Linked DNA regions of Rattus norvegicus: region 1 is linked to region 2. The links are chromatin contacts, called in public Hi-C maps. All regions are on one chromosome and are shown on one strand. The core of a region is the stretch at or near the end of the contact, and the rest is flanking DNA. Distances in the headings are between cores, read along the strand shown.

What was found. Hi-C and Micro-C count contacts between places; a contact is called where the count stands out from the background.
Region 1: a contact with region 2 is called in a Hi-C map of kidney, with 3 times the contacts expected there. The contact joins the enhancer-like site here to the promoter of Trim67 in region 2. A contact is called at or near these places in 4 of 12 Hi-C or Micro-C datasets (Schwann cells, kidney and liver).

The regions. Positions count from the first base shown.
Region 1 is chr19:69,698,866-69,705,139 of GRCr8, reverse strand. It overlaps a transcript of Trim67 not described here. Among named protein-coding and RNA genes, the nearest start is that of C19h1orf131, 18 kb to the left of the region's middle. Within about 2 kb of position 4,784, at least 20 of the 93 cell types and tissues checked have an H3K27ac peak or open chromatin away from gene starts, as enhancers often do. A contact at or near this core is called in kidney and liver, where this site is marked.
Region 2 is chr19:69,658,183-69,664,786 of GRCr8, reverse strand. It overlaps Trim67 (tripartite motif-containing 67), which reads right to left and starts at 3,010. Exons shown (of 10, transcript NM_001135715.1): 1 at 1,549-3,010. The coding sequence starts at 2,559. It overlaps Trnaa-agc43 (transfer RNA alanine (anticodon AGC) 43), which reads right to left and starts at 5,487; the gene lies at 5,407-5,487.

The DNA.
Region 1 (6,274 bases), core at 3,535-6,034, 39 kb before region 2:
CAGCAGTCAATGGTGTTAACGCTCGCTATGTCCCTCCTCTCTGCCCAGCTCAGATGCAGGTGTCTGAGCAGCGTCCACAGGGGCAGCAGCTCGGGCCTGGTCTCCACAGACCCACTCAGTTATCCATGTGTGCTGCACACTCGGGGTTCACACTGAGCACGGAAGCCTCATGGTGAACATGAGGAGCACAGGGACCGACGCGTCAGCAGTCAGTTGGGATAACATGGGGAGCCAGGACAGAGCCTGACCGTCCAGACGCTGGCGAGCAGGGAGGAACCACAGGGAGAGTTAGCAGTGGATGAGAGAGGAGAGGACTCTCTTCATTAGGCTCTGTTGTTTTCTGTTTTGCTCTGGTCTTATGAGACCGAAGTGAACCTCTTCTTCAGCCTCCTGAGTGGTAGAATTACAGGCATAGGCCACTGTGCTCAGCTTTTTACTGGGTCTTAATACCTCCCTTGTTGGGCCCTGCTTCCTTCCAAGATCACTCCTAAGAAATAAACTCCGACCTTCCCTCCCCAGAGAACTGGCCTCTCTCGAAGCCCAACCTACAGCTGCCCCACCTACTGGGTCCTATTCCCTGGTCTTAGGAACAATTGGACAGAGGAGAGCTACTTAAAGGTGGTACAGGCCTTTAATCCCAGCACTCGGCAGGCCAAGGCAGACGGATCTCCATGAGTTCAAAGTCAGTCTAGTGTCCATAGTAGATTCCAGACCGTGGAGGACTACACAGATCCTTAAGATATTGAAAATGTAAAGTATCGCGGCACAAGGAAGGACATTCCAGGCAGATGTGACACTCTGGGCCACGCTACTGAGGGACATGTGCTGTCCCTAATGCTCAGCTTGGGATGCTGGCTCAGAGCTGTCCTGGAGCCCAGGTCAGGTTATCCTGGATTTATCTCGTTTCCCAGACTGGGTGTCACCCTATAGAACAGGCTGGTCTTGAGCTTGCTCCTGCGTCAGCCTCCCAAGTGCTGAGATTACAAGTGTGAGCCACTGCACCTGGCTTACCCCTATCCTCGACTCTTACATTTCCCCAGTCCTCTTGCCTTTTACAAAAATGAGTCCACGATGGGGCTGGGGATTTAGCTCAGTGGTAGAGCGCTTACCTAGGAAGCGCAAGGCCCTGGGTTCGGTCCCCAGCTCCGAAAAAAAGAACCAAAAAAAAAAAAAAAAAAAAATGAGTCCACGATTTTAGAGAGCTTGGTGGGCTTGCTGCGTGAGCATGAGGACCGATAGTGTGAACCATGGAACCTACGTGGAGAACAGGGTGCAGCAGTGTGGAGATAGACAGACAGAATCCTGGGGATTGCTGCCCAGCCGGTCTAGCTGGATTTGCAAGTTCTAGGCCCATAAAAGAGCCTGTCTCTTGGGCAGTGGTGGTGCATGCCCTTGATCCCAGCTCTTGGGAGGCAGAGGCAGGCAGATCTCTGTGAGCTCAAGGCCAGCCTAGTCTACAGAGCAAGCGCTGGGACAGCCCAGGCTACACAGAGAAACCCTGTCTTGGAAGAAAAAAAAAATTAAAAACCTGTCTCAAAAAAGAAGACAGCATCAGAAGAACACTTGTGATCTACAATCTCCACACAGATGCGCGTGCGCACTCGCGCGCGCACACACACACACACACACACACACACACACACACATACATTTTTAAATGGAACTATAATTCCCCCGTGGAAAATGGTGCTTTGTAATTTGAAACCGCATCTTTACTTTGAGATTTAGGAGCAGATCATTGTCAGCCAGGGCCAGTCTGTGGAAGCCCAGAAGAGGTCCTCACTGGTGACCACTGTGGAAGCTCAGAAGTGGCCCTCACCGGTGACCACAGAGCACACCTGTCCTGCAGTTGTTGGCGGTGTCAAAAGAATTTATTTCAAATCTGTTTAAGAATGTGGTAAAACTCAAGTTTTCCAAAAAGTAATACAGGAAGATCAACCAACCCCCAAGGACCAGAAAACACAGTGTTTGCAATTCAAAAAATACAAACGCTTGTGGAGAGCTATACAAAAATTAGAAAAAAATTACTTCCCTTACCGCTGCCCACCCCTCCGTGTTTTCAGTGAGACATAAACAGTCACAGGACCAAGAGCTGCCACCAAATACCAACCACTGGGGGCGGGGACAGAATGGGTTCGGTAGGGAGAGTGGGAAGGGGAGGCAAGGAAAGGCGGGGAAACGGGAGGAACAACGGTACATAGCTTTCTGTTTCTGTTAAATTCCTTCGCCAACATTATACAAACACCGTTCATGCTCAGTGCGCCGTGCAGTGCAATGGTGGCGATTCTATATCATGCATTCACGTTTTCTGTTGTGTCTGCACCCCACTCTCTGCTGGTGCTGAGAAAGTGGGGTGCTTGGGAAGTCCAGTCTCCTGTGGCTTGGAGTTGGAAAGGCCACTCAAGTACCTTCAGCCTCTGTCTCAGGGCCTGTGTAGCCTCCTCGAACAGCTGTGCCCATTGGTGCCCAGGGACCCCCTCTAGCCCTCCAACTCTGCCACCTTCCCAGAGCTGAGTTGACAACTGGCCACTCGAGGGAAACATGTCACTTAGAGTCGGGTCCCAGCTCCTCCCACTGAGTTCAGCCCTGTTGGGGGGGGGGGAGAAAAAGTTGGGCTCCCACCCTTCTTAGCTTTTGCCAGGAAACGCTGGCAGCAGTCAGTTGTCTAAAATTAACTTGTGGCCAGTCATCCCCTCCAGGTCCTAGTTCAGCTGTATGCCATAACAGTCTCAGGAGACTTCCGAAGCCATAAACAAAAGTCAAATGCCAAGGGGCAGGGGGGCGGGGGGGGGGGAGTTCCTAAAGACTGGAACTGAAGGAACAGAAGGCAAAAGGCATATATATATATATATATATATATATATATATATATATATATATGTATGTATGTATGTCTGTCTGTCTGTCTGTCTGTCTTGGCTTAGGGCATACCACATGCAGATGCCTTTAGTACACAGGAGGAGGCTGCTGACAGGTTTGGCCAGTTCGAGGCCCTGACACATTATACTTATATTTTTGGTTGGGGGCCTAGCCTTTAACGGCTGAGCCATCTCTCCAGCCCCTGACACATTATACTAACCCAGGCTCGCCTCCACTAATGGAATGTGCTTGCTGTGGTCACGTGAAGCTTGGGTGAAGATATTGTGGTTAGAGGACGCAGTAACAATCACCCAGATTAGATCCACTGAATGAGCCGTTTAGCCTGGACCTGATTGTTGAGTCTCTTTCGTGATCCACACAATTCGGAGAGGAGGTAGGTTGGTGTGACCAGTCCTGCTGCAGGAAGGGACAATGAGGCACGGAAGAGTTGGGAGGCTCATCCCATGCATGCTGTGAGCCAACACCTAAGCCAGCTTCAAAGGTAAGCGGTGAGGGAGACTCTGGTCCCTCCCTTTTCCCTCAGCTCTCAAGGACCCCCCTTCAGCCAGGAGCCCATACCAGATGGGCTGCCAGTGACGACCTGCTTTTCCTGGGGTACCAGAGTTCCCAGGACTAGTATGGACTTTGAAAGCCTTTTAACAATATACATAGGAATTCTTTAACCCCTTGAGGGCCCCAAACCCATTAAGATGTCCCTGTTCCTCCTGCCGGTAAACAGTGGCCAAGAAAGGGGAGTTTTTCTTTGCAAGAATGGAGGTGGGAGTTGGCGGAAATGTGAGCCCTTCGTTCCTCACTGAAGACCTGTGAAGAATTCTTAGGTTGGGTTAACGATGGCTTTGGGACAGACCTATGTGACACAGGAAGGGGTACCGGCCAGCACTATGAATGTCAACATTCAACGAATCGGCATGGCCCAGATCCAGGTCAGCTCTGAGGGGGTATCTGGATGCCTTTGGGTATTTGGGGCTGTCACACTAACTGGGGGTGCTCCTGGTATCTGGAGAATAGAGACCCGGGTGCTAAGCTCTCCAGCACCCAGGCGCCACTCCCACAGCCCTGGGATGGTGTTCTTTGAGATCCCCAAGTGACTTCATCCACCCCCTTCACCTCCACAACAGGGGGACTGGTAATAGCCACGTGAGAGGCAAACCGGGACCACCTGCACTGAGTCATGTAGAGACTCAAAGAGCAAGCCTTTCACTCACAGAATGAAGGCTGACATGCTGCCCATGCATGATGCATGCACAAGGTCACTGTATGTGGGTCCTGACCTGAGATGGGTTACTTCACCTTAAACAAAGGAAAGAGCTCAGTAGAGGGTGCCCCACACATGCGCACCCATCTCTCACAGAGCTTGCCCGTGTCTGTCTCGGGGCTCACCCTGCTATCAGCATAATGCTTCCTGGCTCTGGATTCCTTTGAGCTACAGGGCAGCTAAGGACATTTTGGAACCACAGAGCACATAAAGATCTGAAGGTACAGCCTGGACCACGCACAGTGTGACTAAGGCTGGGTCTGTGTTCCCAGACAGGGCAGAGGAGGAAAAGCCAGCTCTGTGGGCGCTGCTGTCCTGCTGTGAGGGGAGAGGTGCTGTGTGTAGGGGTGGGTACCAGTGGGTGCTTGTCAAGGACATTCATTCAAAAGGGATTGGCATTCACGGACCCACCCAGCGAATAGGCTTCAGAGCCGTTCTCGCAGACATTTGACACTTAACCCGAGGTCCTTCTCAGTGGCTCACGAAGGAAGGCCTTACACCAACGTCATGTATACACAGCTGTGGCACCTCAGTGCCAGCTGCTAAGGACTCCATGTGATAGAACTCCGCGATCCCTCTGCCCTCTGCCAGGGCTTTGCCTCTTTCCAGATTGCCTCAAGCCCTGAGCGTGAGGCCCCGCCCCTCTCAAGCCCTGAGCGTGAGGCCCCGCCCCTCCCTACTCTTCTCCGCGCATTCTTGTCCCTGAAAGGCGCCCGGTACAGAAGGCAGGGGAGAGGTGGCTGTGCAGGGCTGCCTGGGCTGTCCCTGGCACCAGCGTATTGCTTCTGGGCTCTAGTGAGCAAAGGGAGACAACTAGCCCCACCCACTTATACTGCTGTGGGGGGCGGGGGCTGGCTCTGCCTTGCTCAACTCCAGGGAACCTCCTTAAAGAGGTCACCTGAGTCGGGTGTGGTGCTCACCTCTGTAATCCCAGTACTCAAGAGGCTGAGGCAGGAGGATTGCTGTGAGTTCAAGGCTAGCCTAAGCTGTATAGTGAATTCCAGGCCAACCTGGGCTACAGTGTGAGACCATGTCTCAAACAAAACAATAAGAAGAAAAAAGAGGAGGAGGAGGAAGAAGAGAGGAAAGGGGGAGGAGGAGGAAAGTGGCCTCCTGAAGAGCTAGGGGGCTCAGTGGTAGAGCACTTTCCTGGCATGTGCAAGGCCAAGGCCGTGGGTTGGGTTCTCCAGCACCAAAAAAAAAAAAAAAAAACAAAACAAAAACAAAAAAAAAAAACAAAAAAAGTCACCTGGGATTATGGCCACTTTCTCATCTCCCCAAAGCCATCCACAGGTACAGATCACCAGGCAGATGATTGGCCCAGGCTTTGAGACTAAGGATCCCCCGTGGCCGGCCTTCCTGCCCCATTCTTACTCCAAGGTTTCTGGTTTCTCTCTCCCACAAGACAGCCAAATGCCTGGATTACCACCACCAGCCCTGACCACGGCCGTACGTGGCTTCCTGGGTCCAGGAAGGCAGGGGCTCCTCCATGTTCTTCCCTTTGAAATACCTGTCTCTCCCTTTCAGAGCTGTGGCTGCGGCCAGAGCTGTAGGAAAGGGACAAAGAGGTGTTGAGCAACTGAGGCTGTGGCCGGCTGGGGTCCTGTGGCTGCCCTGAGGGCTCTACATGGAGTCGTGACCCAGAGATTACTTAGCAGGATGGGAGTCCAGAGAAGCCAAGGCCAAGCCCTGTGCAGTGAAGATGGCCTCAGGGTCCAGTGTGGAGGCTGTGCAGTGCCGAACTGCTCCTGGTGACATCGGAGTGTTTGAGGAAACTGGGGCCACGAGGAAGAATTCTGAGGTAGGACTGGTGGGTCTGTGCAGCCCAGTGGTGGGTACTTAGGAAGCACAGTTGGGGTCGGTGCGCAGGTACGTCTGACAGGCAAGTCATTTCCCTGTGTACGGTGAAACGCCGGATGAGTTGACTTCTTTCCAAGGGAGAGAGCAAGGCTGCTGCCAGGCAGAGCTGGAGACTGACAGGAAGTGAGCTCTGGAGACTGCGGGAGACAGGAAGTGAGCACACAGGGCCCCAAGGCAGGATGATTCCGAGTGGAGCTCCCCAGCAAGGGCAGTGCTCCTTGGAAGAAGGAAGACTCAGCTGCGTCCGGGGGAACCCTGGCTTGAGTGGAAAGAGAGGCT
Region 2 (6,604 bases), core at 1,761-4,260:
GGTTCGATGCCAGCCCGCACCACGTAGTAAGTAGGAGAGGATCTTAAAAAAACAAAACCAGAAACCAAAAAACCCAACCTCCTCTAAATATCGAATTCTCATAGTGGCGTATGTTTATTGTAGCAGATGTAAGAACATACAGTAATCCTGTCTTCCACACAGATAAGCCACATCTCTATCTGGCTACTCTGGGCTGTTTGCAGTTTGTACGAGTTACCTCAGCAAGCTGCCTTATTTTCCCGTGGCTCTACTCTGTGTGACTATAGGCAACAATTCTTGGCGGACAGTCTGGGCACCTCTTACACCTTCCAGGGCGGGTTTCTGAAGGAGGGGAGTGTGAAATGCACCGTGAACGTGTGACTGTAACCTGTTCTGTGTCTAAGGAGGCACTTAGGCCGGTCACACAAAGACACTGGATAGAATGTCAGGCGAGGAGCTGCCCTGACCTTGCCTTGAGGGCCGGCGAAGGGCCCAGGCGGACTGTCACGGCTTTAGGAAAAGAAGAGAGCAAAGTACCAGGTCTAAGTTTCGAAGAGTAGTACTGATCCTAGCCAGTCCCCAGCGGGGAGGCTGTAGGCTAATGCGCTTGGTCTTTTAGTAAAAACGTGGTCTTCTGCTCCTCCACAGCTACAGTGGCAGAGCCTCAGGCAAGAGAAGGACTCTGGGGGAAACCACACTCCTTTCCTGGAAGGACACCTTCCCCCTCACTTCAACTCTCTTCCACAGCCCAAGAGACACTGCCTCTTCTCTACAAGTCTTAGAGGAATTCTGGGCATAGAGCTAGCTGGAAACTAAGTGAAGGAAGAGACATTTCTTCTCTGGAAGCTGAGAAGGAAAAAGCTTTTCTGTTCCGTGAGGTGAAGCTGATGAAGGCTGTGGAGGAAGAAGTACAAGGCTCCAGGGACCTTGAGCTGGGGTGCTGCCTCTCTGCCTAGGCCACAGATTCAAGGAGGAACCTTCAGAAGGGTTCCTATGGCCAGCTGCTAACAGTCTCACTTTAAAACCCATCTCTCCCTTACAAGGGGGGAAGGAAGCTCTGACAGTGTACCTTAGAATCTGGGCGAGAGCCCTGCTTCTGTGCTTTGGCAACCTTTTGCCTCAGAAAGGAAACTCAACAAGTCCTTTTCATAACCCACCAAGCCAATACTCAGTGCAGGGTACATGGTCGACTGAGCTTTGGTCAGACAGCGACTGCTGGGATCCTTGGGCGAATGCACGCATGTATGAACATATAGGTCCAGAAACGTACTGATGATATGCATAGATGCATGAAGGGTTGGATGGAAGCATGGGTGGATATGTAGTCCAATGTATGGATAGATGGATGCATGAATAGATGGATGGAGAGATGACCACGTGGGTGGATGGTATGTATGTATGTATGTACGCATGCATGCATGCATGGACGGATGGACGGATGGACGGACGGACGGATGGAGTGATTACTGTTTTGCCTTCAGGCCCACCTTCCAGCAATTCCCCAAGAAAGGGTCTGGAGAATCTCTGAACTTCCACCCTGGCTGGCATCCCCACACAGCCAACGCTTACCTTGTGCTGTTTCCACGTTGCCCCCAGCGGCTTCACCTCGTGCTTGCCATGCCTGCCTTCCTCTAGGCACATGTAGCACACCGGGCTCCGACAGCTCACGCAGTACATGCTGTAGTTCTCCATCTCGTGCTCCGGGCACGTGGGGAACTTTCGAGGCACGGGGGCCCCGGCACCCCCTGGGCTCCTGCATCCTCCTGCGCTGGAGGCGGTGGAAGTACCGACTGAAGCAGAGGTAGCCTCTGGGGGTGCGGGCGGCGGCGGCGGCTGAACTAGCCGATGCTTAGCGAAGGGGCCCCGGGACGGGTGGCACTTGAGCTGGCAGGTGGCGCAATAGAGCACGTCGCATTGCTCGCAGAGAGTGGCTGCCGGCTCCGGTGGGGTGCGGTCGCACAGCTGGCAGATGGCCACCGCCGGGGCTGCAGATGCCCCCGCAGCAACCCCACGGCCCTGCTGGTACCGCTGCACGATGCCCTCCAGTAGCCGGTTGCGCTGGAAGCCTCGCAGGCCGCGGTGATCCAGGGAGGCGCTGCGGTGGCACTGCGGGCAGGTGATGGAGCTGGAGGACGAGCAGAGCGAGGAGCAGGCGGCGCCTCGGGCCGCGGCGGCAGATGAACCCGGAGGCGCAGGCACCATGGGCAGCACGCGGACTCCATTGGGGGACTTGAGGCTGGGGGTGTAGGAGCCATAGCCGCTGTCAGTCTCGCTATACAAGCTCAGCTTGTCCGCGTGGTCTCCGCCACCGGCCGCCCCGCCGCCCAGGCCTCCGGCTGTACTAGCTCCGGCGCCTCCGCAGGTCGCGCCGGCCGCTGCATCCTGATCCGGAGGGGGCGCGGCGGCGGCGGCGGCGGCACCCCGCGAAAGAAGGAGCGGCGGGGGCAGGTGCTGCTCGCCGTCCGGGGTCTGAACCGCGATGGTGCGGGCGCACGGCAAGCAGACATTGTGAGAACAGGGCAGGATGATGGGCTCCCGGAACAGGGATCCGCACACTGGGCACTTCAGCTCCTCCTCCATCGCCGCGCCCGCGGCCAGAGCCGCTCGGGACCAGCCAAGGATGGTCAAAGCTCCGAAGACAAGCGCAGCTGGGCAGGCGATGTCAGCGCTCTTGAGTCAGGAGGCGGGGGTATTACACGGGCATGCTGTCTTCACCCGAGGGTGGCACGCCCCCTCTCTGTCCTCAGGCCACCGCCCTAAGACGCTTGGCCGCCAGAGAAAGGAGGGGTCCTCACCTCCTGAGGGCGAGGCTCCCTCACCAGAGGCGGCCGTATGAAGGTGGCCAGCAGCCCTCGCAGTGGCCTCCGAGGTTGTCCAGGTGGTGAATAGGCAGCAGCAGCGCCGTCAGGGGTACCTCGTGCCTCCACTCTACGAAGGACCAGTGACTCGCTGCTGTGAGCCAGCAAGGCTACTGAGCCGGGCTCCGCAGCGCCGCTGCCCCGAGTCTTCCTTCTGCGAGCGCCCCGCCCCTAACCAGCTCTTGGCCAGTGCGGGAGCAGCGGGGCCAGGGCTGGTTCAGCACCACCAGACGGCGGACAGCGCCCGCGAGCGGATGGGCAGGGAATCCGCGCCCGCACCCCAGGCGCATCCCCCGCCAGGCTGTTGTGCCACCACGGCCACCTCGGCATCCCCCGGCCCGGAGACCGTCGCCGTCCTGCTGCTCGGGCCGCTGCTTTCGGAGCTGCCTCCTCACAGGCCCGTATTGAGCAGCGTCCCGGGCTCGCCTCGCCGGCTCCGGTTCCTGCGGTTCCCCTGACCTTGGCCGCGCCACGCTGCAGCGGCGGGGGTGGGGGGGTGGTGAACACCCGCTGGCTCGGGAATCCCCTCCCGGTCCCGCCGCCTCCCGCGCCCGCCCGCCGCGCCGCGCCGCGCCGCGCGCCCAGGAGTTGTAATTTCCAGAGCGAGAGTAACGGGGCGGGGGGCGGGGAGCCAGGCGTCAGCTCAGCGAATGAGGGCTCGCCTCTCGCGGCTGGCAGTCAGGGGCGGGTCGGAGGGCTTCGTGGGGAGGATCATTGTGGAGAGCTGCTCCGATTCGGATGGAGTCTGCACGGTGAATTAGCCCGGCGCCCCGCCCCGCTTGCCAGAGCATCCCTGGCCAGCTCCTGCCCTGCCCACTCCCGCCACCATGAAAGCGTAAACAGCGGTCCCTAAAAGGCCAGTCGCTTGGAAAAGGCCCCCCAGCACAGCGCGACAGTCGCTACCTAAATCTATTTCCCCCGCAAAAAGCTTTCAAGGCACAAAATGTCGGACAGCCTCGCGCCAAAGGGCGAGGTTTCATTTACGCATCGTTCCACAAGCCTTTTTTGTCTCCTCGGTTCTACCCGGGCTAGTCGTGGACGATGAGGCCCAGAGCGGCGAGGACTTGGCGAGGACACCGTGAAGGTTGCCAAATACAACCTCCCCGGGCTGCTCGGGGCTGGGGAGAGGCAGGAGGCCGCGAGCAGGTGTTCGCTTTATGAATGGGAGCTTCCTGCAACGTCGCCGCCCGCGCGCCTGGCTGCCGGGCTCTTCCCGCCGTCTGCCCGGCTGTTCCGCACCGGGGTAGTGCGGGCTGCCCAGAGAAGGGAAGGGTGTGCTGAGCATGGAGCTAAGGTCGGGCCGGGGACGGGAAGAGCGCGCTGGGGAGGGAAGAGCGCGTGGAGCGAAATGCGCGCCACGCGGCCCTCTCTTCCTCTGCGATCCACGCCGATTCGGAACAGACAAGGAAATTGTCGATTTAAAAAGGATGTGTCAGCCAGCATGCTGGCTCGTGCTTGTAATTCTAGCACTTGGGAGGCCGATGTAGAAGGATTGTTATGAGTTAGAGGCCAGCTTGGGCTACATAGTAATTTCCAAGCTAGTCTGGGTGTTTCATAGCAAGACTCAGCCGGACGAAAACAAAAACAGCAATCGTGGCGCAGACTCCTGTTGAAGGAATGCAGGGCCCCAGCCGCTGCCAGCATTTGGAAAGTCAGCAGGAGAGAATGAAGCCAGAGATTAATGAGGCACCTGCCTTGGTCTGGCTCGTTCCCTAAGGGATACAACCTCTGGTGGGAGGGAGTTCGCCAGGAAAGTCACGGCAAAGCGCCCCAGTGAAGCCCATATCTTTACATGACTCCCCGGGGTCCTGCAGCTTGCTTCCACCGGCCTAGTCCAGAAACTACTATGACAACACCGTAACAACACACATGTGATCTGGCCAAATTGTTACGGTAAGTGATGTGGACTACTTTCTAAGCATCTCAGGTCAACTGAATAGCTTACGGAAGCCTGGCTCCACGTTTAACTGCTGCTAAACCGCAGCCATCAAATGAGCCCCACCACCGTTGTTCTTCAGGAAGCAGTGCTGTGTCCAGGGCGGAGATGAAGGCAGCGCTTCAGTTACCTGGTCCTGCCCACAATACATTGAAAAAGAAAATCTTCAGAAAGTCACTATTGAACCCGAGGTCTAGGCGAGCCATAGCTTGGGTTACTGAAAGCTCTTCAAGAAGTTGGAAGGTGGGCTGGAGAGATGGCTCAGCGGTTAAGAGCACTGACTGCTCTTCCAGAGGTCCTGAGTTCAATTCCCAGCATCCACATGGTGGCTCATAACCATCTGAAATGGGATCTCTTCTGGTGTGTCTGAGGACAGCTACAGTGTAGTGATAGAGTTAATTAAAAAAGAAGAAGCAGGTGGTGCAGGTCTTTAAGCATCAGGAGTCAAAGGTCAGAGGCATCAGAGGCAGTTGGAGACCAGCCTGGTCTGTAGAAAAGTCCTAGGAGAGCCAGGGCTCAACAGAGAAACCCTGTCTGAAGTAAGTAAATAAATAAATCCTTTCTGCTGGACCCAGCTCAGCCCCGCCCCTGGGACCAGCTGGATGTTAGACCTCTCTCTTTTTTTTTTTTTTCCTTCGGAGCTGGGGATCGAACCCAGGGCCTTGTGCTTGCTAGGCAAGCGCTCTACCACTGAGCTAAATCCCCAGCCCCGAAGTTAGACCTCTTAAAAGGTTCATGATTCTCATTTTCAGACAAAGACAGCCTGCTTAGGCTTGGTCAGGGTGGCCCTTCTAGCCAAGTATGTGTCTCTCTGCACAAGCAAGACATGCCGTGACACTACTCCTAGCTTGGCATACAGAAAGCAGCATACAGGTAAAAGTCTCAGGATTTGGAAAGCTGCAATGAGAAGACAGTCTGGGCCACAGAGTGAGACCCTGGCTCCACAAACAAACAAACAAACAAACAAAACACAATGACAAGCCGTAAAGAAGCAAGCAAACCTTCTTTCTTGCTTTCCATCAAAGCATCTCGCCTGTCCTCAGTTCCCACCACTCAGTTCTGTAGCTGAAGTTGGCTCAGCTGTGTGAAAGTCTGGGACCTAAGCTATGTCTAGTGGAGGACAGGCTTCCTGTGAGGCACTATTCCAGGCAGCTCTGGTGCTTCTCACACAGAGCGGTAGTCAGTACTGATCGTCACCACTGTCTATTAAAGGTCCTGTCTGATGCAGCGGCACCAGAGGTACACACAGTGCACTTTAGGGGCTAATGAGAGGAGCCCTTGCTGAGTGAGCCTAGCTCCCTGAGTTTGAGCCTTAGAATCCAGGGAAAGGTGGGCAGAGGAATCCAGCTCTACAAGGTTGTCTTCTTATTCCCACGAAAGTGTTTACACACACACATACACACATATATACAAATACACAAACACATGCATACATACATACACAGATACATACAAATTCACACAGACACATGCATACACACATACATATACACACATACACAGATACACACAGACTCATACTCAGACACATGCATACACACATACATACACAGATACACACACATACAGATACACACACATACATACGCACATACACAGATACACATAGACACAAACACAGACACATACATACACACATATACAGATTCACACACAGATACACATAGACACAAACACAAACACAGACACATACATACACACATATACAGATTCACACACAGAGACACACACATACACAGATACACACACACATATACAGATACACACACAGACACATACATACACAGATACACACAGACTCACACTCAGACACATGCATACACACATACTT